Linked DNA regions of Ovis aries: region 2 is linked to region 1. Evidence: chromatin contacts called from public Hi-C data. All regions are on one chromosome and are shown on one strand. Each heading gives the region's core, a stretch centred on a gene start, on an enhancer-like site or on the middle of the called end of the contact. The rest is flanking DNA. Distances are from core to core; before and after follow the strand shown. Region 1 holds the start of PTPRF (protein tyrosine phosphatase receptor type F). Region 2 holds the start of SLC6A9 (solute carrier family 6 member 9).

Evidence for each region. A called contact is a pair of places that touch in the nucleus more often than the background predicts.
Region 2: a contact with region 1 is called in a Hi-C map of hypothalamus, with 2.2 times the contacts expected there. The contact joins the promoter of SLC6A9 here to the promoter of PTPRF in region 1. A contact is called at or near these places in 3 of 16 Hi-C or Micro-C datasets (hypothalamus, muscle and tail adipose tissue).

What each region holds. Positions count from the first base shown.
Region 1 is chr1:18,193,547-18,196,086 of ARS-UI_Ramb_v3.0, reverse strand. It overlaps PTPRF (protein tyrosine phosphatase receptor type F), which reads right to left and starts at 1,270. Exons shown (of 34, transcript XM_042247044.1): 1 at 1,081-1,270.
Region 2 is chr1:18,664,764-18,667,303 of ARS-UI_Ramb_v3.0, reverse strand. It overlaps SLC6A9 (solute carrier family 6 member 9), which reads left to right and starts at 1,263. Exons shown (of 16, transcript XM_042239747.1): 1 at 1,263-1,424.

The sequences.
Region 1 (2,540 bases), core at 21-2,520:
ACACAGAGACCCGGCAAGGAGCACAGAGAGCCGGGAGAAAGAGCACAGAGAGCCAGCGAGAGAGCAGGGGAGACCCGGAGGGAGTCGCAGACAGCAGAGAGACCCCGGGATTGCTTGGGGGGTGGAGTGGGTTGAAAGTGGGAGGCCGCGACACGGGGAGACAGAGATACAGAGGCTTTGAAGGGCGTAGAGAGACGGAAACACGGAGGGAAAAGGAGAAATAAGCCGAGACAGGATCGTGGGCACAGCGATGAGGACCGGGGCACACCAACACGGGACGGGACGCCGGGCGGCGACTGAGTGAACTTTCCGGAGCGGGTCCGAGTGGACACGTCCTCACGGGACAGGTCGTCCCAGGGCCTTTGGGTCACTGCACCCGGGGAGGGGCGGGTACAGCCCGGCCCAGCGCCTCCCCAGCCGGCGCCGGCGACTTGGGTGCGGGGGCTGGGGAGGTGGGGGTTTCCAAACTCGCGCCCCGCGCACCCCGGGACGGCACGTGCGCCCGGGCCGCGAGCAAGACGGGGGCGCGGCGGCTGCGGATCCCCCGCCGGCTGGGAGGGGGCGCCTGTGCGGCGGGGGCGGGGGCGCGGCCTGGACCCGCCCGGAGCTGGGGAGGCGGTGGGAGGCTGAGGGCCGCCCCCGGAGCGTGTCCGCGCCGGTGGTGGGGGCAGACGAGGTGGGACCCAGGAGGGGGAGCCCCAACGCAAAAGGGAAACTTTGCGCTGGGCGGGGGGGAGGGGGGCGGCGCGGGCTGCGGCTCAGGTGCGGCGGGAGGGAGGGGGCGAGGCGGAGAAAGGGGAAGGCGCCGAGGGGCGGCAAGGAGCTAGCCAGCCGGCGGCAGGGCGATGGGGGGGGGGGGTCCGTCTGCCGCGGGGTAACGCGGGGAGGAGCCGCCGGGCTTGGTGGGGGCGCTTAGCCGAGGCGGCGGGCGCGGCAGGTGGGGGCGCGGCCCGGCCTAAGCGGCGCCCCCAGCCCCCCGGGACCGCCCCCAGCTCCGCTCTGCGAACGCGGGGAGAGGGCGGGGGAGTGGAGAAGGGACCGATGCGGAGGGAACTGGAAGGGGGCCCGGGGGTCACTCACCGCCTATCCAGGGGCCGTCGGTCCGCATGTCCCCCCAAGCCTCTGGGGCCGCTGCTCCCGCTCCTCTTCTGCCGCCGCCGCCGCCGCCACCGGATCCCACTCCCGCCACCGCCACCCGAGCTGGAGCCGGAGCCGGAGCTGGAGCCGCCGCCTCTGCCGCCGCCGCCACCGATTCCGCCGCTCCCGCGCCAGCTCCAGCCGCGTGCCCGCGCCCACGCCCGCGCCCCTGCCCCTGCCGTGCGCGTCCCCGGCGCCGCCCCTCCCCTCGTGCACTCTCGCTCGTAGAGCTGCTGAGCCGCGTAGGCCCGAGGCCGCAACCCAACCCCGCGTGTAAACCGACCCGGACCCCAGTACAGAACCGGAACCCCCATAATAAGCATGGGCAGACCCAAACTTCCATACGAAGTCCGGATCCTACTAGAGGCTTCCAATCCAAATGTGAACCTGATATTACTCTAGGACCCCATTTTCTCTCCGTAGAGATCTGAACCTGCTATTGAGCCCAGACCCACCCCAACTCAACAGTAAGTCCAAACCCCCAAATCTGCCGTGAAGTTGGCTCGAGTAGTAATTTTAATCTGAACCCCTTTATTAAACTGAAATTCCAATTCTTAGGCTAAAATCCCTTTATCACCTCTTCTTTGATCGTGACCCCAGCATCAACCCTGGTCCTTAAATGGACCCCAGTACCAATGCTGAGCCCCAGTCCCTGTGTGAACCTTAAAATACGATAGCTACTTTGCTATGGTAGCTACCCAGCACTTTTTTGTGAACCCCAAGCCTTTCCATAAAACTCTAATACTGCAGTCCCAGACCCAGGTCAATACCAACACACTTTGTGAACTAGGATTGAGTCCCTGGAAAAGGACCCTAATACAAATACTGACCTCAGACCTTGTCCATTTGAGGGCCCATTTAAGACCCTAACTTGACTCACCTCTAGTGGTAATCTTGGAACCTAAGATTTATGAGACTGGCCTTGTAGAAGCTCCACACAAATCCACTGCAGCCCCATACTCACTCTCTACTCTTCTGACCCTATATCAACCCCAGCCTGAGGCTGGCCAGCACCCCAAAATCAGCAATGCCAACTGTGGACCTGAGTCAGGTCCTGAATTGGCCCTTAGTTCAGCACTTGATAGTGTCCTCCAAGCCTGATATAAACCTCAGTATTGAATTTCTGACTCCTCATATCAAACTTAAATGCTGACCCTATAAATCTCTGGCTAAACCAATAACTTACCAACAGATTTACTAGAGGTTCTAACTCATAGGAACTTGGTGAGCTCCAAACCAAGAGCCACACCTTGGCACCAAAGCCTCTGATCTCAGACCTACCGTGCAGTCCATATCACATCAGCCCTCTCCTCATGAAACTGCCACCCTCATGAAACATGGGGAGCCTACCTCGACTGCCTATGTCAGATGAGGACCCCTATGGGTTCTCTGATCTGTGGGGT
Region 2 (2,540 bases), core at 14-2,513, 470 kb before region 1:
AGGAAGTGTCAGTGCCTGATACCTGCTATCTTGCTCAGAGCCTCTGTAAATAAAGTGGAATCTCACTTGTCAACTGATCTTATTTGAGTTTGGCATGTGCGAATCAGCTTTTTGGAGGCTGACTATCCCCAGGGAACAAAGAAACTGGTTTCCTGGGCAGACAAGAGTGAGGACAGACTCAGGGTGCAGAGAAGAGACTGGTCCCTTCCTGAGCATATGCTGGGGCGACAACAGTCCCCTGACGGCCGGTACTAACTGGCCCTTCTCCTCGAAAGCTGGCGGCCTCAAGACAAGCAAATGTGGGAGCCCCTTTCCACCAACTGCCAAGCTCTGCTGCTCAGAGGCAGCCTGGAGCAAGGTGTTTCATTTATTTTGCAGGACAGGAAACTGAGGCACAGCAAAGCTCCCTTTGGCAAAGTCTCCTATAGCTAGGATTGGAACCTCCAAAGTCTCCCCAGGGCGAGAACAGAGGGCCCAGGTTGGTGTCAGCAGCCCTTATAATACAACCACCCCTGTGCGTGCTAAGTCCTTTCAGTAGTGTCCAACTCTTTGCAACCCTATAGACTGTAGCCCACCAGGCTCCTCTGTCCATGGGATTCTCTAGGCAAGACTACTACAGTTGATTGCCGTGCCCTCTTCCAGGGGACCTTCCCAACACAAGGATAGAACCCGAGCCAGTGTAGGTTTGACCAAACCAGTGAGCAGGTCCGTGGAGAAAGGACCCCCAAGCCCTCCAGTCCCAAGGAGGAGGACCCAGGCCTTACCCAGCTGTGCCCACAGTCCCCAGCGGCACCGCTCTAAAGGGGATGGAATTTGCTCAGACTTCTCTCTAGGGGGAACGCAGGCGCAGAAGGCCGGGGGCCTGGCAGGCTAACTCCAGCCCCAGTCCCCCAAGTGCCCCAGGCCTTTCTGGCTTCTTTCCAGCCTAGCCGAAGGGGACGACATCTACTTCCTCCAAGGGCCCCAGCTGGAGGGCAGCGAGGATGGGGCGGAGCAGGGGGCTCCTTTTCGGAGCCCACTCCCAGGGGTTCGTGGGGTTCAATCGTCGGAAAGCTTGGAGCAACTTGTAATTTTATTCCCTGGGAGGAGGAGCCTGAGAAGTTGGCCGGGGGGTGGGGATGAGAATGGGGTGGGGGGGTGGCGTGGGTGGGCAGGGCGGCCAGGGGAGCTGCTCCGAGAGGGGAGGGACTTGGCTAGGTCTCCCAAGCCTTCTTCACTCTCCAAACTTTCACCAAACTCTTGGCCCCCGCCTCCCCGAAACCAAAACACAACAAGCTCAGGAGGAGCGACGAGCAGCTCCGCGGGGCGGGCAGACTTGCGGCGGCACATAGCCTCAAGAGGCTGATGCAACTTTCCCTTTAAGAAAGCCACCTGGGCGCACCGCGGCTCGGACCCAGCTCGCCTGGGCCGGGGGCTGCAGTATGGTAAGGGGGCTATGGGAAGGGGGCGCTGCGGCCCGAGCCTCTCTCTATCCTGCCGTCGGTCTGGGTGTTTGGTTGGCTCCACGGGGCTGAGCCCCAGGAAGAGCGAGAGAGAGAGCGAGCGAGCGAGCGAGTGTGTGTGTGTGATCGCGCATGCATGCGGGCATCTGTGGATGAGAGTGGGTGCACGCGTGGGGATGTCTGTCTCGCCGGAAAGGTCGGGTAGGTGCGTGCGTCTGGGTGTCACCGCTGTCACCAAGGAGCTGCAGCGGGCAGAACGGCGGCGCCGGGCGGCGGCGGGGTGGGGGGGTGGTGGCTGCTCCTGGAGGAGGGGGAGATGCGTGCCGATGCCGGTTTGGTCCCGGGCGGCGGGCGCGTGAAAGTACCGGCAGCTCCGGAACCAGAGCGTCTGTACGAGGCGCCAGTGGGTCTGCGCGCTGGGGCCTGCCGACGCCGGGCATCGGCGACCCGGGTCTGCGCCCCGCATGCGGGCTCCTGCTCTCCATCTTCTCGCCGGCCGCCGGCCGGCCTGGCTGCCTATCTGGCCCCTCCAGCCGCCCTGCCTCCCTATCTGCTCGCCCACTCGCCGGTCGGGTGCGGGTTCCCGCGCGCCCAAAGGTCCTGGGAAGCCGTGCCAGGGAGTCTCGGTGCCCTCGGACCCTTGTCTGCGGCTCCCGGCTTTGGGAAGGGGTTACGGCCACGGTATTCTCGGGCGGTTGCTCTCCCGGGAAGAATCCGCGCCCTCCCCATCCCAACCTTCATTCCGGGTGTGAGTAAGGCGGGCCTGAGCGGCCGCAGGTAAGGGTAGGGGCCTAGCAGCCCCGGGCGCCCACCCCCAACCGGTGCCCCGCACCCCGCAGACAACGGCCGACGGGAGCAGACCGCGAGGCTGGGGCCGGGAGGGAGGGGGGCTTTCCCGGAGGGCCGGGAGGGGCCCGAGCCGGCCCGGGGGCGGGGCAAGGGGGCGGGGACCTGGGCGCCCCGGTACTTTTCCACCGCAGGGGCCGGGGGGCGGGGTCACCGCCCCCACACCAGCTGAGAGGCCCACACGTGGCGGCTGATGTAACGCCCGCTCCCGACACCTCGCACCGGGATTAAGGCGAGCGCGCCGGCTTCGAG